Linked DNA regions of Mus musculus: all the other regions are linked to region 2. A link is a contact called in public Hi-C, HiChIP or PLAC-seq and promoter capture Hi-C data. All regions are on one chromosome and are shown on one strand. The core of a region is the stretch at or near the end of the contact, and the rest is flanking DNA. Distances in the headings are between cores, read along the strand shown. Region 1 holds the start of Evi5l (ecotropic viral integration site 5 like). Region 2 holds the start of Trappc5 (trafficking protein particle complex 5). Region 3 has its middle 16 kb from the start of Arhgef18. Region 4 overlaps Arhgef18 (rho/rac guanine nucleotide exchange factor (GEF) 18). Region 5 overlaps Arhgef18 (rho/rac guanine nucleotide exchange factor (GEF) 18). Region 6 has its middle 35 kb from the start of Insr.

Region 1 (3,229 bases), core at 657-3,156, 490 kb before region 2:
GTGAGGGATGTGGGGAGTCTGGCTTAATGACAGATTGGCTGGGAGTGGTGTATATGGGAGTGGGGGTGTCAAGCAGAGGGGGTTGTCAATCAGAGCACTCATCCTTTCACACACACCCCCCCTGTCTTCTTCACATTTTAACCCTTCTGAAAATATTCCTTAAAGAGGTGCTTGCTTTTGGCAGGTCTGACCCAGTCTGAGCAGATCCCACATGCTAGGAGGAAGCTGTTTTATTTTGACCAAACATTGGTGGTGGGTAAAAGAACTCACAGGGCTCTCAGAAACTGGCCTTGATGAGCACCTTAGATGGCAGCACTGTCTATATCATCTGAGGCCAACAGATGCCATAGGCTCAAGGATGCTGGTCCTACCAGTCTGGTCAGACTTTAGGATTGGGGCCAGGAGCCGCTGGAAGATCTCACTCCCCATGGTATGTATAGGGAGGTGCCATTGATTTGGAGATGGGCACTGGTTCCTTTTGGGACACTGGTGTAGGAAAGAATGTCCTTCCTATTAAAAAGGATAAGAAAGAGAGAGGGGGGGGAGAGATTTGTGGTAGGTAGATCTTAGGCCCTGACACGCCCTGGAGTCCCAACTCAAAGAGAATGGGGTGGAAGGGACAGGCTAGGTGCTGGGGACAGAGCTTGCCACCTCACAATCTTCTGTCTTTTGTCTGAGTTAGGAGGTCTGTTGAGGGTACTGGGCTCAAGAAGGTGTATAGAAGTTCTCATGTGTGTGTGTGTGTGTGTGTGTGTGTGTGTGAGAGAGAGAGAGAGAGAGAGAGAGAGAGATGGGGGGGGGAGAGCACTCATGGGCCTGGGTCTGGGTTGGGCCCTTAGGTTCCTGTATATTTAGGGGTATCTAAATGACCCCACTCTGTATCAGAAAGATGGATGGGGAGGGTGTGTCTATGGGGGATGGGATTCAGCACTATCTTTTGGTCTTTTGGGAAGTCCTGAGTGTTCATTTCTTCAGGAAGATGCCATCTAGATGGCTCAAGATCAGCAACAGTGTATAGTCTTCTCAGAAGACTAGAAGTGATGTTTTTTTTGTTTTTGTTTTTATTGGAGCCCTTGAGCAGGAGGGGTGCCAAGTGAGCAGGCTGAGCTGATGTCTCTGGATTCAGTTGGGAATCTTTCCGTTTAAGAGGTGAGGCATGGGTTTCTGTGGAGTCAGAAAGAAAGAGTATAGGGCTCTGATCTTGGTCTCCTTGGAGAGGATGAGGGTGTAGGCCAGACACAGAAGACAGGAAGCCAAGTGGGAGGTTTAGGGGGATGTAAAGGCAAGAGATGTGCAGATGGGAGGGGTCCTGGGACTCGGGGTGGTGGTGGTGGTGGTTGTGGATTGGAAAGGAGACGCTCATGGTGTGTGTGTGTGGGGGGGGGCAGGTCTGCAGACTGGGGGATGGGGAAGCCCTGGACAGATTCTAACAGAGGAGTCTTGGGAAAGATGTACAGAGGTCCTGAGCCTGTGGGGGACGTCGCGAAGAGACACTGGGTCTTAGGAGCCCTGGGAGGGATCCTGAGGGGATCGGGAAGGAGGGTGGGCGGAGGCCGGAGTTCCAGGGTCCGGGACTGGGAATGCCAAGGCTCCCAGCGTGGATTCTGGAGGCGAGGCGACCCCAGGTCACGCTCCTGGTTTGGCTTCCCCGCGGGGCCCCGCAGCACTGACGCCCCCAAGGAGAAGAGGCCCGGTTCGGGCCGCCCTACCTGCGCCGAGAGCGCCTCCATCGCCGCGCCGAGCCTCGCTGTCCCTGCGCTGTGTCGTCCGATGCCCCGACCCACGGTCACGTCTGCTCGAGGGTCCCGCAAACCCCGCGGCCCGGCCCCTTTCAATCAGCCACCCCCGGGGACCGCGGCCGTCGCTGGCTCCGCCACTGCCATTTCACCCGCTGACAGGAGCCGCTGCCCCGCCCCCCGCCCCCCAGCCCAGTCAACCAATTCACCGCCCCCTTAGGCCTTTGGCTCCGCCCACTGTAGAAGAATGACATAAGACCTGACCAATCCATAGCCACCCCGTGAGGCGGACCCTGGCTACGGTTCTCTGAGGAGAGGAGCGAATTGAAATGAGAGAATCTGTGATGGACATCTAATTTTACCTATCAAAATAAGTAATAATATTGATCGACACCTAAACTACTAATAGTGATGGGCGAGAGGTGTGCCTCGGAAGGAAAGCTGAGGCCTTGAGCAACCCTTAGCTGAAAGCACTAAGCCCCGCCCAGAGCTGGAATTCTACCCAATCATGAGAGGTTCTGAGCCGTCCATTACTATCTGCTCTTCAAACCTCGTCCCTGGTAACTGTTGAGATGGGAGGGGTGTGCTGTGAAAGAGATCCTGACTTCTAAGCAGTCAGCGACACTGATGGAAGGCGGGCTCTTGTATTTGACCAATGGAGTCGTGAGACTGGGAATGAGGTTGGCGTCCTGGGCGGTAGGACTTAAGGCCATGGGCTGAATGAAATGGAGGAGTTAATGAGGAGGCGTGTCTCGGTGCAAGGATAGGCGGGACCAGACAAGGGCCGGGCTCCTGGCTTGGGTTTTAGATCGGGCGTATGCAGAAGGCCTCTCTTCAGAGCCAGCATCTCTGTGGTGGCCGGGTGGTTAGGTCAGGTCCTACCCTTGCTGGGTGAATCTGGCATCAAAACGCCGATTGCATCCTTCATTTGCCCCAACCATTATCTCTCCTGGGACGGGGCGGGGCGGGGCGGGGATGGGGTATAGAGCGGCGGAGGGGGTGTCAGGTCTCCTTTGGGTCCAGAGCCGCACACGTGAGAGCTGCTTTAAAGGCTTGAAGAATGAATGAATGAATGGGACCTTGGTTCTTTTGCCGACTCCCCCTTGTCCTCGTTTTTTTCCTCCTCCCCTTTCTCCTTCCACTTTGTTTTTATTTTTTTTTTATTTTAATTTTTGAGACAGAGTCTATTGTAGTCTTAGGATGACCTCAAAATTTTCTGTGTAGCAGAGGGTGACTTTGAACTCCAGATCCTCCCACTTTTCACCTTCCACTCACCACCTTGGCCAGATCCTAGATTCTTTTAATAAGTAAGTGAGGGCAGAGAGCATGTATGACCCATCATTGACAGCTACAAGACTTGAGAAGAGGATGACTCCAGGGTGTGGGTTATGGGCCTTGGACAGGGTGGGGCAAGGAAGGATGTGTCATAGAAGGAAAGCTGAGATCATAGGTTCAGCAGGGGGAGTGGTTCCCCTCTGGAGGAGACTGATGAG
Region 2 (2,824 bases), core at 159-2,658:
CTAAAAAAAATTTTAATGTAATTTTTAAGAAGCTGGCATGTGGCAGGGGAATGGTTAAAACTTAAGGTGCCACACATGATGAATGCACACCTTTAATCCCAGCACTCAGGAAGCAGAGGCATCTCTGTGAGACTGAGGACAGCCAGAGCTGTTACACAGAGAAACTGTCTCAAAAAAATTTAATTAGTCAATCAATCAATCAAAAAGGTGGAATACAGAGAGGCCACAAAACTGGAGGAGCACACCTGCAGCCCCAGCACTCCAGAGACTGAGGCAGTAAGATGGCAGAAAGTGGCCAGCCCGGGTGAGTTCCAGGACTGCCTAGAGCACAGTGAGACCCTGTGCAATGGTTCGTCTTCACGACCTAGATTTAGAATCACCATGAAAACACGTCTCTGGATTTCCAGAGGGAAGACCCAGTATGAATACAGGCATCACCACCCTAAGGTAAAAAGAAGGAAGTGATCTTGGCGCCAGCATTCGACTGTGGATGCAATGCCAGCGGCCTCATGCTCCTGAAACCATGTGTCAATAGCCGAATAAACAGACCTTTCCTTCTTCTGGTTGCTTTTGTCGGGTATATATGACCACAACAAGAAGGAGAAAAGCACTAATACACTCTGTCTTTAAAGCGGGGGCGGGACATTGGTGAATGGAGAGGGGACAAAGGACAGTCAATTATGTTTTCCCTAGCCGGCATGTGCTCCAGCTCTGACTACCCTAGAGACCTTCCTGCCCAACCCCTCCAGGAAAGCTAGAAAAGTATGTGACAGTAAGGGACACCGGTGAGCCAAGGCCAAGCCAGGAGGGGGTGCAAAAAATTCCCAACCCTGTAACATGAGGTTGGGGAGCGGCGGAAGTGTCTATTTGTCATGAAGGAAGCCGTTTCCACGGTGACCCTTAACTCTAAAAGAGATCCCGTCGGAACTCATACTCCCACAAAGTCTCTAGAAAACTGCACGGATGATGGGGACACTAGTGGAGGAGGCAGGAGGAAGCGGTGAGAGCCTCTGGGCCTCCCGTGCCGGCAGCCGGGAGTCACAACAGTGAATGGAGACCACCAGGTGAAGCCTTCATGGCTTCTGGAGAATGGATTGGAGCCGACAACCCTCCCCTACAAAGCATGTCCCACGGGCCAGGTCTTGGGAGATTAGGATGGACCGTCCGGCTCCCCAGCTGGGGAAAGGAACCGTGCAGAATGCTCGACTGGGCTGCTCTAGGACGCCCGGCCGGGACCGCGGAACCCGCATCACCCCCAGGGGAAACCCAAAGCAGACTGACCCGGGAACGCTGCTCCGGACGCACAGAAAAAAAGACGAGGCCCGAGCGCGCCGGAGAAGGTTCTCGGGCGGGGAAAGGTCTCAACCGGAACTGTGCTGCGGGCGGGTCAGCGGAACTCCTTGATGGCGTCGTAAAAGGCCTGTGAGTGCGCAGGCGTGCGCGGGCTAGCTCGTTTGCGCACGGAGGGCGGGGCAATGCGGTGACCGAGAGGGGCCGCAAGGGGGCGCCCGTGTCCAAGCCCCGCGGCGCAGAACGCTGGTGGGCACTGGGCTATGAGATCTTGCTATAAAAGCTGGCTTTTGAGCAAGAGTGTAGTATGCAAAGTATTCTATCCCAGGAGCACGTGCATGCCCTCGGGCACGTATCTTCTTAAGTATGTAAGTACGTGAACTGTAGACGTGATGTATTTACACGCAATTTCCCCTGACACGTGATTTTTTTTTTACCAGTGGGTGAAGGAGAACGCTTGATCTGGGGGTGTTTTTCCATCTTTCACAGATGGTGTAGCTGCAGTGTTTTAGAAGTAGTAGTAGTTTTACCTGCGGAGGCGTCTGACCATCCTTATCCTCCCTTTGTGTGTCAGTGTGTCTCATGTGCCCAACACTCCTGTGTGCAGAGACCAGAGGTTGACACTGAGTCTATCTCTATTGCTCTGGAACTTATTTTAAGACAGGGTCTAACTACTGGACCTGGGGTAACCATTTCTGCTAGCTGTCAAGCATCTCAGAAAATCCTTCTGTCTGCCCCACAAACACCTCACTGGCTGGCAGTTCTGGGGTTACAGGTGTGACCAACACACCCAGCAATTTTTTTTTTTTAATGTAGGTACTCAGGATCAAACTCAGATCTTTACAATTGTACTTTATCTATTAAGACACCTCCCCAGCCCCTTAATTTTTTGTGCTGTATATTGGTTGGTTGGTGGTTGTTTGAAACAGTCTTGCTATGTAGACCAAGATGACAACAAAATTAAGGTGATATATGTGCCCAGAGCTTCCCGTGTTTAGCTGATCTTTTTAAGAGGAAACACAAGCGGCAGAAAGAATGTAGGTCATTTTCTCCTGGAGTCTATTCATATCTCCAACCTGCATAAGTCAGGTGCAGGTTTAATTATGTCTTTTACAATGCTGCAGATGAAACCCAGGGCCTCACAATGGCTAGGCAAGTGCTTTACAGATGAACCATGCCACTGCCCCATATGCTTAATTTAAAAATTCATAGCATTGACTGAGACAGATGCAGATACTTACACCCAACCATTGGACTGAAGTCGGGGACCCCTATGTTTGAATTAGGGGAAGGATTGAAGAAGCTGAAGGGGAGAGCATGACCCCACAGGAAGACATTCTTACTCTCTCTGACTCTCTTCCCTCCCTGACCCCTTTCTCCCTCTCTCCTCATCCCCCTCCCCCTCTCTCCACAGGTTCCTGGCTGGCCTCTCCTCTTCTCTCCGCCTCTCTCTCTCTCTCTCTCTCTCTCTCTCTCTCTCTCTCTCTCTCCTCCCTTCCCAATCAGTCAGGGAGCCTGCGTGGGTCAGACATAG
Region 3 (3,077 bases), core at 31-2,530, 340 kb after region 2:
CCTTCTATTTTAAAGAGAACAACCATTGCCTAGGGCGCATCACTCCCTGATTGGCTGCAGCCCATGGCCGAGCTGACGTTCACGGGAAAAACAGAGTACAAGTAGTCGTAAATACCCTTGGCTCATGCGCAGATTATTTGTTTACCAACTTAGAACACAGGATGTCAGCGCCATCTTGTGACGGCGAATGTGGGGGCGGCTTCCCACACCAGGGTATGTTTTTTGTTTTGTTTTGTTTTTAATTTGTTTCTTGGTTTTTGTTTTTGGTACTCACTTTTTATTGGTTCATTGTGAATTTCACATCATGTACTGTAGTTGTAAGCCGCCCGTGGCCTACATGAACCAGGTACTCCTGAAAGGCAGGCTGGGGCTGAAAAGAGACTAGACGGGGAGAGAAATAAAGACAACAAGACAAAAGTACTCTGTTCAAGGCACCTTAACGTTTACTTAGAGTCTAAGCTTATATAGGGGGTAGGTTCCCCCCCCCCCCCCGCCAGTCCATCCTTGGTGCCCGGAGCCAGCTTGTAGGCAATGTGCAGGATAGGATGTGTCTCCGGAATGTCTCAAGGGTGTCTCAGCAGGCAGCAGGATCTCGGAGAAGAGCAGCGGCAGACACATCAAAAGAAGCCAGCCTGCCGGGCGTGGTGGCATACACCTTAAATCCCAGCACTTGGGAGGCAGGGGCAGGCAGACTTCTGAGTTCGAGGCCAGCCTGGTCTACAAAGTGAGTTCCAGGACAGCCAGGGTTACACAGAGAAACCCTGTCTCGACAAAACCAAAAAAAAAAAAAGAAGCCAGCCAAGTCGGAAAGCTACACTGCAGGTGGCCCCACCTCAGTGGCAACAAGGTCTGCACCAGCCAGCTTCAGGCTGGGGGAGGCTACAATGCACCCTCATCTCCTGCCCTTTATCCACCCTTTGCCTTTGCAATCTATCCCCCAAACACACACACACACACACACACACACACAACAAAAGAAAACAAAACATAGAAATCATCTTGTTGTTGAAGCTGTAATGTGTCAGGCTGTCCTGCTGTTCACATTGTAAACTGCAATGAGTCACTAGTCTGGTTTGAGGTCTCTAGCTTCTGTGACACACACCATCAATACTGGGTTTTCAACGAGATTCTTCCCAGTTATCCCGTTGTGTGTCATGAAGATCTTGAAGCTTTGGATCTGCAGTCCTTTCATGCACTTCAACAATTAACAGATGGTGTAGATATTGGAGTGGATCAACTCAAAGCACTGGAGGTGGACTTGGTTGTTAGCTGAGTTGGTGAGTGTGCAGGCTCTCCATTATACGTGTCCACCACTAGGGGGAGCTCTCCAGCACTGTTCTGGCTAGGCCATTCAATGAGAGGGAGGGTCAGCTCTCCCTCTCTCATATCCTCAGGACCGGCTCACCTGCCCCACACCTCCAGAACCAGCTCCACCAACGCTGCTCAAGTGAGGTGTAGGGCCACTCTCCTGAGTGCAGCAGCCAGTGAGGGGCTGGGCCTGCCCACTTGCTCTCGTGACCCAGTGGCCAGCTCTCCCGACTGCTGAAGGTGGCAAGTCCGGGAAAGCCTCTCTCCCCTCCTCCCTCCATGGACCATACTACAATCTCATGGAAGAGGAGTGGTGGGGCCAGCACTCCTGTGCTCACTCTTGGGGCCATGTCACCTGTGCCTCCTATCCCACATGACCAGCTCTGATGTGCTGTCCAGGTAAAGTGCTGGGCTCAGTCTCCCAAGTGCTGCTGCCAGTGCATGAGAGGTGGGGCCAGCTCTCCAGAGCGCCACAGCCACTTCTGCACAGCCCCTGGAAGGTGCTGTCCCAGGTGGCTGCCCAGACCAGGAATGTCCCCATGGTCTCTAGTGGTAATATGCACCACAGACATCAACAACGAATCCTACAGCTGCATAGCCATGGACCTTGGTCAGCAGGTCTCTGGATGACTTTACTTATAACATCCACTGCCATCAGGACAGTCCTGGGATACTGTGATGACATCCTTGTCACTGATCTCAGCAAAGCAGCCACAGGGTATGTTTTAATAACTGACAAAGGAGCTACTAAAAATCAAGAGGGCTGGCTGATTATCACAGCTTTCTGCTCAGTCCAACAACCCCTCTGGAAAAACTGCCCTACAGAAATTGCTGCAAAGGTATTTGGTGGGTTCAAAGTTGCCAACACGGATCCAACAAGCTAGCAAACTCAGTTTGCAATGTGTTCAGAACAATCTCAAGCAGGGAGCTGAGGCCTCCATGCTGACACAGAACCAGGGGTCCTACATATTTGGACATCTTGAATGGACTTTACTGCCATTCAACCCAGTAGAAGGTATCAGTACTTGCTGATATGCTATGCACTCTTTTAAGTTGGGCGGAAACTCTTCATACCCACACAGGGAATTAACTTGGAACTTGTCATGCAATACCACCCTCAACCACCAGACCACTTGAGAGAATGGGTAAAATGCCACCAGTCAAATATTACCAAGAAACAGATCTCCCCAGCCAGAAATTCTGTCACTTACACTGTTTAGAATGCATTAAATGTTTTGTTTTTTTCTTCTTTTTTTATTAGATAATTTCTTTACTTACATTTCAAATGTTATCTCCTTTCCTAGTTTCCCCTCAGAAAATCCTCTATCCCCTTCCCTCTCCCCCTCCTCCCCAACCCACCCACTCTTGCTTCCTGACCTTGGCATTCCCCTATACTGGGACATAGGACTTTCACAAGATCAAGGGCCTCTCCTCCCATTGATGACCAACTAGGCCATCCTCTGCTACATATGCATCGAGAGACACAAGTCCCACCATGTGTTTTCTTTGATTGGTGGTTGAGTTCCCCAGAGCTCTGGAGGTACTGGTTAGTTCATATTGTTGTTCCTCCTATGGAGCTACAAACCGCTTCAGCTCCTTGGATACTTTCTCTAGCTCCTTCATTGGGGGTCCTGTGCTCTGTCCAATGGATGACTGTGAGCATCCACTTCTGTATTTGTCAGGCACTGGCACAGCCTCTCAGGAGACAGCTATATCAGGCTCCTGTCAGCCAAATCTTGTTGGCATCTGCAATAGTGTCTGGATTTGGT
Region 4 (2,930 bases), core at 44-2,543, 290 kb after region 2:
CAGCCAGGTCCCAGTGCTACAACAAAACACATTTCTGAGATTTTAACCAGGAAACACATGCTATTTTGTCACCACATCTGATAAATACTCTGCCTGAGTCCAGATCCTACTGGATTTTTACAAAGGCCAAAGCTGAGACAGAGAGCTTAATCACCATCTTCAGTGCCCAACGGGTCCCTCTGGCCCTTTCCAGGTTGCTATTTACACTTGCTCACATTGGAGAGGGTGAAATGGAGCCAGGAGGTACCAGAGAATGGAGGGACATTATGAAGAAAAAAGGCTGACACTCCATTGGATGGATGGATGGGGCTGGGACTCACCTGAGTTCAGCAAAGGTTCGCCACACAGAGGACAGCTGGAGTGGCCCGAGAAGGTTCCTCGCATCAGCTGGTGCCCATTGACACACTCCCGCTTCCCTGGAAGATCCTGAGTCTTATCTTTTAGATGTGCTGGACTCTTCCCCTGCACGAGAAAATGATGGGTCTTAGGATATCTCCTGCAGAGGCTAGTCTTTTTACGCCCTCCACCTCTGTTTATCTAGTCCTGGCTTGGATCCCAGGGTTCCCAAGTCAAGGGTACATTACGGAGCATGGAAAGGAAGTGCGAGTCCCCAAGTTCCAGTTCAGCCCCCTCACCTTCTCCTTCTGCCTCGTGACCCTGCTGCGGAGGGAGCTCAGGCTGCGCTTCACTCTGGTGCTCTTGCCGGGCTTCTCAATCTTGCACGCACCATCCTCGCTCCTGGACAGTGAGGAAAGCTTCAGGTACCTTCTGAGGCAACTCTGGAAGGTGCCCCAGGAATATGTTGCCCCCTAATGTGATCCCATCTTTGGTTCCCAGCTCCCTGTCTCTTCTTCCCTAGGGTTTTCTTTTTCCTCTCCTTTCACTTTCCATCCCCTTACTCTGCAGCCCAGGCAGCCCTTGAACCTGTGATTATCATGTCTCAGCCTTTGCTCTCTAGGTGAAGTCAGCTCTTAGGAGACTTGGCATAAAGGCTCTACTATAGCCACCTCTGGCAATGTGTGCTTACTCAGACAGGAACTCAAACCAGGTGAGGTTGGAGTGGGCTCCTCCAGGGCTGGTGGACATGCGAGCTCGCTGACGGGCCCTGTAGGGGCAGAGTGGGACGGACATGTAGGTATGCAGGCAACTCAACTCGTATCCTTCACTTCTGCATCCCCAGAGCTTTAGAGGTGCATCACAGGGGCTCCTGTCTGAGGGCCCACCACTGACTGTGGACTTACATCCAGGGGCACTACAGCAGCTTTCCAGCAGAGGGCAGCAGTACTGAGCCTTGGACAAACCACTTGAGCACGTGGGAAAGTTCTCTAACAGATCTCAGGAATCAGAGACCTTCTCTTTGTCTCATTCTCCATAGGGTTTCCTTGCTTCATCTCTCCATCCTCCCCCTCAGCACCATTTCCTTCCTCATTTTTTCCTTTTTCTTCTTCTTCCCCTCCCTCTACCACCTTCATTGTATTCTTAACTCCTGCCTCCTTCTCTTCTTCCTACCTCCCCTCCCCTCTTTGGCAGAGTTTCACTACACAGCCCAAGTTAGTCTTAAACTCACAGTCTTCTTGCTTTGTCAGTCTCCTAACGCTGAGGTGATGTGCATGTATCATCACAGCCATAAGCCCCCTTCTTCCTCCTACCAGATCCTGTAACTGTGTGCTCCCCTACAGATGCCGACACCTGTCCCTTGTGTACACACCACATATCTCCCTTACCTGTCCCACGTTTGTCCTCTCCTTCATGCCTGCTCCCTTCTCACTTACCCATGATACTGCCTCAGCTCCTGAAGCACCTGTTGTACTATCAACCTAGGAAGAGATGGGATATACACACACACGAACCACGATTACTTGGCCAGGCCCAAGGTCCCATGTACACTCTTAACTGGGTGCCCTGAAGATTCTGGGGTGTCTTTCCTTTAGGCAAAGGTTGTTTGAGAGAGAGGCCCCATTATGTGAGTCTAAGTAAGATTAAGCTACATAAAAAACACCCCCCCCCTTTTTTTGGAACAAGTTCTCATGTATTTTAGGCCAACCTCCTACTCACAGTTAGCTGAGGATGACCTTGAACTCACTCTTCCCAATCTTCCTACCTCTACCCACCGAGTGGTGGGATGACAGGTAGATATTACCACATGCCTGGCTTATGTAGTCATAGGGTATCTATCAGATGAGCCCCAGCCCCAGCTATGGTTGCTTACAAACAGCACTGTTGCATCCCCTGGCCCCAGTGGTGGGTGGTCCCAGCTTCTTCCCACCTCCCCCTAGCAGGATCCCTGGGGCACTCCTGTCTGTTCTGGGACAGACACTCACACATGTTCTGGCTCCACATGGTCCTTTTCCAAACACTCCAGCACCGGGGGTTCAAGGCCTAGGGGACACAGGAATGAGGAAGGATCCAGCTCTACACCTGCCTACCTCCAGCCTACGAGTATAACACTAGCAATCTCTCAGGGCAGAGAGTCGGGAAGCTTTGGACCAGGGACTGCATCATCATCATAGTGTGCCTGGGCAAACATGGAGGCTGTCCCAGGAACACTCAGGAGCTGTTCACTGTGCCTTCTTACTGAGGGAAGCCAAGGAGGCTCAGACCCGTTCAAAATAGCAGGTTGGATTTGTATGATGACTGCTTGAGTGAGAATACAGAAGTGTGGCCTTTGGTAGAGATTCAGAGACCAAGAGGGAAATAAAGAGAGAGCCAGAACAGGGGAGGGAAGGAGAAAGAGGAAAAGGGGAGTGGGAGGGAGGTTGAAGATGGCTCAGTAAGTAGAGGTGCTTGCTCCCAAGGATGCTGCTGCAAGTTCAATTCCCTGGATCCACACAGTGAAAGGAGAACCAGCTCCTGTCCTCTGACCTCCAATGTGTGTTATGATATGTGCATGCCCCTCCCAACACGCCATCACACACATATGTTGGGGTTTG
Region 5 (3,171 bases), core at 448-2,947, 260 kb after region 2:
CAGCTGGAGGGTTGAGGGATTCTGGATGTAAAACACTTGGGGGAACCTGTTTAATTTTGATTTGTGTGTGTGCGTGCGTGCGTGTATGTGCGTGTCTCACACTAGCTCTCAGGTGTCAGGGTGATCATCCTGTCATCTGTCTCCCACTTCACAGTAGGAGTGCTGCCATTAAAGGTGTGCTCCACTGCATCTGGCTTTTCCATAGGGATCAGGGATTGGAACTCGGGTCCTCGTGCTGGCACAGCAAGCCCTTTACCCACCGAGCCCAGAGATTTGTTTCTGTGCCAGTCCTGTGTGACCTTTATTCTGGTCACTATCTCCAATGTGTCGTAACAATATACGCATGTGGTGTTCACACTGTATCAGGGGTTATCATCAGCTACACAATAAGGTCTGTAGGAGACCAGGGAGATGGTGGCTGAGGAGACACCTGCATAAGAAAGGACCAGACTGCTGCTCAGGCCACAGGATCTGCCTGAAGCAGTTCTTCCTCCTTCTGAGTCCTGTGGGCTCACCGAGACACTGTCTCTGAGTTGCTGGCTAACAGACCTAACTCTGGTGCCAGGGTTTCTCATGTGGAGAAGGGAGTTTGCATCAAATCGCGCACTGGTGGCCGTACATTCATCATCCCTTCCCTGGCCCTGCTTTGGATTGCAGGCTCTCCCCAGGAAGGCATGAGGCTCCTATTTCTGCTATGGGGATAGGGGAATCAGTTTCCTCTTAAAGGTCCCACCATGTAGTCCCTGGGGCTAGAGCCTGATCTCTATCTACCCACAAACTGCTATCTATCTCCCCATGCCATTATGACTACTTTATTACTACTGCTATTTTTAAGCTGGATCTCACTGTGTGGTAGAGGCTGATCTCAACCTAGTGGCAGTCTCATGACAAGGCATAAGCTTTCTCTCTAATCTTCTTTTTGTAATTGTCTCGGTGCTTTTCTAGGGCCTCTTCCCAGCTGAAAGGGTCTCCCTACATCAGAAGCATGGGCCAGGCTGGGGTACCGCTGGGGCAGATACTGACCCTTCTTGCATCCCCCAAACAATCACTAGTTTGCCTTCTACTGAAGAATGGGCCTCTAGGGATACGGCCTGGTCACCTGGCTCAGGGCAAGGCCTTTTTGGGTAACCTGCTGGGAAGCTGCTGGGTAGAAGATTTCCCTTGAGCACTGTGCTGACTGGTAAATAAGATCTGGAGAAAGTGACATCAAGATTAACATATGAAAGAAGCCAGCTGGAGAGACAGACAGAAAGTCCTCTCCCCAGGGTCATGTAAGGACCGAGCACAAACACTCAAAGCCTGGGAGCCTTAACTCTGCGTATAAGTATAAATGTTCGCCTGTGTATGTGCATGTAGTATGTGCACGCACACCACATGTATACCTGGTGCCCAGAGGTGGCTGGGGGACTGCACTGTAGGTGCTGATAACTGAACCTGGGCCCTCTGCCTAAGCGGTAAGTGCTCTTAGAAGCTCTGCTTTCTCTTTTAAATTTTTTCTTTATTACACTTTGATATATATATTGAGGGAGTGGGTAACATGCTTGTGTAGAGGTCAAAGAAAAACTTGCAGGAGTTAGTTCTGTTCTTCTACTGCGTCTTCAGGTTTGGTGGCAGGCACCCTGATCGCTGAGCTGTCCTGCCAAGCCCCTTCCTGCCCCCTCTGCAAGTCAGACCCAGTACAATGCTGGAAATGATGTCATCACAAGGACTCCGACCTCACAGAGGACAAAAGGAGCTCTTCTGTATGCCACCAACCTCTCAGTGACAGCATACAGACCATCACATCCTTGTGTTGAAGGGCACGCAGGCAGGCATCCAGGTATACCTGTCTGCACTGTAAGGACCACTGCTACCACCTCAGGGGTTATTATCTGTGGTGGGTTTTAAATTCTTCTGATACAGACTGGACTCAGAGCCTCTGCATGTTAGGTAAGGGCTCTACTAAGCTATGCCCCAAGCTCCTATTTTCTCCTGCTTTAACTTCTTAGTTTTTCTACCACTGTTTTATTATCTTTTGCTGTTTAGTCATTGTTTTATTAACTAGTGTGTGCATGTGAGGAAATACAAGAATGGTGTGTGTGTGTGTGTGTGTGTGTGTGTGTGTGTGCAGAAGCCAGGGGAGGACATCAGGTGTCCTGCTCTCTCACTCTCAAGCTTATTCCTTTGAGGCAGAGTCTTCCAGTGCACCTGGAGCTATGCTGGGGCCCCCAAACCTAAGCAGTTCTCCTGTCTCCACCCAGCAAAGTGCTGAGGTTACAGGAGTGTGCACACAGCCATGGCTAGCTGTTCACACGTGCCAAGGATTTAAGCACGGGTCCTTAGATCTCTCTTGTCCCCCGGGCATCCACAGCTCTTGTCCGGGTTAATCCTGAGTGTTAGCATGATATAAGGAGCATCTAAGCCAGCAAGCAAGACTGGTTGATCTCTTGAGTAGACTAGCTAAGTGTGGGACACTGACCCTGGCCCTAACAGCCACATCCCACAGGCTGAGGGTACCAACAGGATAAAAGGGGAAAAGAAGAAAGCTACTTTCTCAGTCCCACAAAGCTCTACCTAGTGGGACTTTCTGCCTTTAGTGCAGCTGTTTATAAACAACCAAAGAGTTCTACTCTGAACACACGGTACCCCTGGGCAACCTCCCCACGCCCCCTTGATGCACAGATCTGGGGTAAAGAGAAGCAGGTAGCAAGGCTAGAAGTAGGTGGCCAAATCCCTTTATGTTGATTCAGTGTCTGGCATACTGCCCACACAAACTTTTAAAGGGGATTTTTATTATATTTAATTATGTATATACATATACAATTATGGGTATGGGTATGAGAAATGTTGGTGCCTGCAGAGGCGTGTGGGGGCCTCTGGAGTCAGAGTTCCAGAGAGTTGTAAGCTTCTAATCATGGGTGCTGGGAACTTAACTCTGGTCATCTGCAAGAACAGTGTATGCTCTTAGCCACTGAGCTATCTCTTCAGCCCTTCCTGCTTTGGAAAAGAAAAATCATTTCTTTTGCTTCATTAATGTGAACGAATACTCTAACACCAAGTTCCATCCCAACCCACCCTTATTGTTCTTAATAAATGTTAACTCTCCAAAGGTTTTATGGTAGTGACAAGAATATTGCTGAGTCATATCCACAGCCCAACTGGGGGATTCTAGGAAGGAGCTGTACCACCAAG
Region 6 (2,889 bases), core at 310-2,809, 360 kb after region 2:
GGTGATTCAGTGGTTAGGAGCACTTTTGCTCTTGCTGAGGACCCAGGCTTGATTCTCAGCACCCCCACATGGTGTCTCTCAACCACCTGTAACTCCAGTTCCAAGGGATTGGATGCCTTCTTCTGACTTCCATAGGCACCAGGTACACTCATAATACAAATACAAACATGTAGGCAAAGTACTTGTGCACATTAAGTAAATAGATAAATTTGTAAATCTGCAGGTGCATTTTAACTGGGCATGTCAAAAATAGTTTAGCACACAGTTAAAATGACTACAACTAGGTACAAGGTTATTCCTGTTTATGATTAAACCTCTGTTTCTCAAGTATTGGGCTATGCTCCTACAAAATCTTAATTACAAAAGGTTCTGTATTGAGGGCTCCAGGAACAACAACAACTATACTTTGTTTCAAAAGGTTATCATAACTGACTACCTGTTGTTATGGCTACCTTGTTACAACTATCTTGCAACCATGTCTCTGTTTCAGGAGGTCTTTCTGACTAACTTGATATGCTTAGGTTCTGTTTCCTTAACCTCTCCTATTTTACGCCCCCCCCCCCATTTGGAAACCCCTTTTCCCTGAGCTACAAAAACCTTGTCTTCCTCACATCGAAGGCCAGCCTCTCAAACATCCCCTTAGGAGGAAGCAACCCTTTCTTACAAATAAAAACACTTGCTTTAATTAATTTGGCCATGATGAATTGTGTCAGTGGTCTCTCGAATCTTTATGGTTAGCAGCATCTTTAAGAAGTAAAAATGGCTTTAGTAGCATGTTAGAGTAAAAGGGTGTAGTTTGTCATGCAGATTCAAGAGCATATCTTTTTCATTTTTTAAAAAATCATATTCATTTATTTACTTAACTTTTATTGGTGTTTTGCCTGCAGGTATGTCTCTATGAGGGTAATAAGAACTTAGAGCTACAGACAGTTGTGAGGGCCATGTGGGTAGGTGCTGGGAATCGAACCCATGACTTCTGGAAGAACAGTCAGTGCTCCTAACTGTTGAGCCATCTCTCAAGCTCCGTCTCTTTCTCCTTTTAAAGGTAGTTGCTGAGGGGGAGATGCTTTTACTGATAGGAATAGACCTAAGCTTGTGCTTGTCTCTAAAAGAAAAAGGAAAGAAATGATAAAAAGTATAGTTTTTTTTTTTTTTTGATCAGACATCTTCTACTGACCAAGTGTCAATCTGAAATATAGTCCCCTTCCTGAATCTGGCAATGGTGGCCTGTCTTTTTATCTTGGATCAGGCAACCCATACTTATCTCTCATAGCCACTTACTCATTACCAATGCTCAAGTGGCCACTGTATTTCTCTAGGCAATTCCTAGAAACCCTGGACTAGAAATGCTTCTGTCTAGAGTAAAGTTCAAAGACTCTAATACACGCGACAGCTGTTTTACCTAACCTCCCATAAAGTGAGAAAATGCAGATTTCTCTTATTTCTAACTTAAAAGTTTTTAGAGTTCAGTTCCTTCTCAGAACACCGTACAGGAAGCTGACAGAGTGCCCTCTGGCTTAGTTGTTGTCTCAGCAAAGGCCAGCTTTACAGACTGTAGAGGAGCCATGTGGGAAGGCAGGAAGTAGAGGGTGTTGGGAGAAGAGGAAACAAAGTTGTGCTGTGTTGGGGAAGTCATTCTCTGGGTCTCAGAAGCTCTCTTGGAGGCAAGAAACTGCCACACACTGTTCAATCTGACCCAGGGATTTTATACTTCACATCCTAATTAAAGCAAGTTGCCCAGCCATTATTTTTTGTTTTCTTCCTGTATGGGTTCTGGTATACCTTTTTTTTTTTTCCTTCCACAAAGGAGATACTTGCCAAATTATTTTTCCTTTGTTAGTGTGATCAGAATAGCACCAAAACAATAGGTTTTATCTGCTGATGAAATTAGCCAATTCAAGCCAAATTGAAAGTATGAAGGCAGGTTTACTGGGGGCAGCTCTCAGGCAGATTCACTGATAATAAGGAACCAGGCACCAGGCTAGGGAAATTGCCTTGCAAGTAGGAAGATCTGAGTAGTGGGAGTGGGCGGGGAAGAGAGAGAGAGAGAGAGAGAGAGAGAGAGAGAGAGAGAGAGAGAGAGAGAGAGACAGAGAGAGAGACAGAGAGAGAGACAGAGAGAGAGACAGAGAGAGAGACAGAGAGACAGAGAGAGAGACAGAGAGAGACAGAAAGACAGAGAGATAGACAGAGATAGACAGAGAGAGACAGAGAGACCTGGAGGCAGAGAGAACAAATGAGGCAACTGGTAATGACAGTGAAAATGTGCTGCTAAGTCACAGAAAGGCAGGCTGGAGGAGTGACAAATTCACAACATCTCTAGCCCAGTATTATAGGTTTGTACCCCTTAAGGAAATAGGGAGCCTTGGGAGGATTTTTGAGGAGAGATGCCAAAGTTGGAGTTTTATATTCGAAAGCTTCCTCTGGCTGGGCATGAGGAGAATGGAAAGAAAGATAGTGGGCTCCTGGATGCTGGGATGCTGGTGTGCTGGGATGCTAGGATGGCTGGGATGCTGGGATGTTGGGATGTGGGGATGCTGGAATGCTAGGGTGTTGAGATGCTGGGATGCTAGGATGGCTGGGATGCAGGGATGCTAGGATGCTGAGGAGGTGACACAGTAACTGTCCTGGCAGGAGAGAAGGTATTTTAAAGAGAGATGCTGACACTATCTAACTATTGGAACACAGACCCAGAGAAGTACAGTTTTGTCAGGAATCCTACACTGAGGAAAGAATGATGCAGCCTTTTAGAGCCAGAGGGGAGCTGGCTTGACAAGGAGAGACTCAGATGCTTCGGGGGAATCTTTTTTTCTTATTATTTGTGTGCTTATGGCCAAGGGTGGTGGTCAGAGACAGTTTGTGGAGTTGGTTCTTTCCGTCTACCTTTCT

The links. A called contact is a pair of places that touch in the nucleus more often than the background predicts. HiChIP or PLAC-seq counts read pairs in DNA pulled down with a chosen protein or histone mark. Capture Hi-C pulls out chosen DNA fragments and counts their contacts.
Region 1: a promoter capture Hi-C map of liver shows a contact between it and region 2, with 2.5 times the contacts expected there. The contact joins the promoter of Evi5l here to the promoter of Trappc5 in region 2. A contact is called at or near these places in 8 of 39 promoter capture datasets (the HPC-7 cell line, embryonic stem cells, hippocampal neurons and 4 more), 9 of 484 Hi-C or Micro-C datasets (B cells, CD4 T cells, cerebral cortex and 5 more), 14 of 115 datasets of contacts at active chromatin or transcription factors (the SCID.adh cell line, astrocytes, bone marrow-derived macrophages and 8 more) and 4 of 9 other capture datasets (adipose tissue, embryonic stem cells, liver and 1 more).
Region 3: a Hi-C map of the Ba/F3 cell line shows a contact between it and region 2, with 4 times the contacts expected there. The contact joins the enhancer-like site here to the promoter of Trappc5 in region 2. A contact is called at or near these places in 14 of 39 promoter capture datasets (the 3T3-L1 cell line, the C10 cell line, cranial neural crest and 9 more), 1 of 15 datasets of contacts at CTCF or cohesin (embryonic stem cells), 7 of 484 Hi-C or Micro-C datasets (the Ba/F3 cell line, CD4 T cells, CD8 T cells and 2 more), 8 of 115 datasets of contacts at active chromatin or transcription factors (astrocytes, bone marrow-derived macrophages, embryonic limb bud and 3 more) and 1 of 9 other capture datasets (adipose tissue).
Region 4: a contact with region 2 is called in an H3K4me3 HiChIP or PLAC-seq map of the SCID.adh cell line, with 11 read pairs. The contact joins the enhancer-like site here to the promoter of Trappc5 in region 2. A contact is called at or near these places in 17 of 39 promoter capture datasets (the 3T3-L1 cell line, 3T3-L1-derived adipocytes, the HPC-7 cell line and 11 more), 1 of 15 datasets of contacts at CTCF or cohesin (embryonic stem cells), 8 of 484 Hi-C or Micro-C datasets (B cells, the N1E-115 cell line, embryonic stem cells and 1 more), 14 of 115 datasets of contacts at active chromatin or transcription factors (the NIH/3T3 cell line, the SCID.adh cell line, astrocytes and 5 more) and 3 of 9 other capture datasets (adipose tissue, embryonic stem cells and liver).
Region 5: an H3K27ac HiChIP or PLAC-seq map of epiblast stem cells shows a contact between it and region 2. The contact joins the enhancer-like site here to the promoter of Trappc5 in region 2. A contact is called at or near these places in 9 of 39 promoter capture datasets (the C10 cell line, cranial neural crest, embryonic stem cells and 5 more), 1 of 484 Hi-C or Micro-C datasets (the N1E-115 cell line), 9 of 115 datasets of contacts at active chromatin or transcription factors (the SCID.adh cell line, embryonic midbrain, embryonic stem cells and 2 more) and 2 of 9 other capture datasets (adipose tissue and pancreatic islet).
Region 6: an H3K27ac HiChIP or PLAC-seq map of trophoblast stem cells shows a contact between it and region 2, with 4 times the contacts expected there. The contact joins the enhancer-like site here to the promoter of Trappc5 in region 2. A contact is called at or near these places in 9 of 39 promoter capture datasets (cranial neural crest, embryonic stem cells, frontonasal cranial neural crest and 5 more), 1 of 484 Hi-C or Micro-C datasets (memory CD8 T cells), 2 of 115 datasets of contacts at active chromatin or transcription factors (bone marrow-derived macrophages and trophoblast stem cells) and 1 of 9 other capture datasets (adipose tissue).

The regions. Positions count from the first base shown.
Region 1 is chr8:4,165,244-4,168,472 of GRCm38.p6, reverse strand. It overlaps Evi5l (ecotropic viral integration site 5 like), which reads right to left and starts at 1,906. Exons shown (of 20, transcript NM_001346730.2): 1 at 1,710-1,906. The region is part of intron 4 of 4932443L11Rik (a long non-coding RNA gene); the gene reads left to right.
Region 2 is chr8:3,675,061-3,677,884 of GRCm38.p6, reverse strand. It overlaps Trappc5 (trafficking protein particle complex 5), which reads right to left and starts at 1,408. Exons shown (of 2, transcript NM_025701.4): 1 at 1,282-1,408. It overlaps Gm45231 (a long non-coding RNA gene), which reads left to right and starts at 1,486. Exons shown (of 2, transcript XR_870093.2): 1 at 1,486-1,658.
Region 3 is chr8:3,335,419-3,338,495 of GRCm38.p6, reverse strand. No RefSeq gene overlaps it. Among named protein-coding and RNA genes, the nearest start is that of Arhgef18, 16 kb to the left of the region's middle. Within about 2 kb of position 1,280, at least 15 of the 459 cell types and tissues checked have an H3K27ac peak or open chromatin away from gene starts, as enhancers often do. A contact at or near this core is called in the Ba/F3 cell line, CD8 T cells and trophoblast stem cells, where this site is marked.
Region 4 is chr8:3,385,809-3,388,738 of GRCm38.p6, reverse strand. It overlaps Arhgef18 (rho/rac guanine nucleotide exchange factor (GEF) 18), which reads right to left. Exons shown (of 29, transcript NM_001370668.1): 6 at 2,322-2,379; 7 at 1,773-1,817; 8 at 1,028-1,105; 9 at 636-738; 10 at 321-462. Among named protein-coding and RNA genes, the nearest start is that of Gm30369, 32 kb to the right of the region's middle. Within about 2 kb of position 1,293, at least 20 of the 459 cell types and tissues checked have an H3K27ac peak or open chromatin away from gene starts, as enhancers often do. A contact at or near this core is called in the N1E-115 cell line, the SCID.adh cell line and trophoblast stem cells, where this site is marked.
Region 5 is chr8:3,413,032-3,416,202 of GRCm38.p6, reverse strand. All of the region lies in intron 10 of Arhgef18 (rho/rac guanine nucleotide exchange factor (GEF) 18), which reads right to left. Among named protein-coding and RNA genes, the nearest start is that of Gm46029, 12 kb to the left of the region's middle. Within about 2 kb of position 1,697, at least 52 of the 459 cell types and tissues checked have an H3K27ac peak or open chromatin away from gene starts, as enhancers often do. A contact at or near this core is called in the N1E-115 cell line, embryonic stem cells, epiblast stem cells and 1 more, where this site is marked.
Region 6 is chr8:3,312,696-3,315,584 of GRCm38.p6, reverse strand. No RefSeq gene overlaps it. Among named protein-coding and RNA genes, the nearest start is that of Insr, 35 kb to the right of the region's middle. Within about 2 kb of position 1,559, at least 45 of the 459 cell types and tissues checked have an H3K27ac peak or open chromatin away from gene starts, as enhancers often do. A contact at or near this core is called in adipose tissue, bone marrow-derived macrophages, hematopoietic stem and progenitor cells and 2 more, where this site is marked.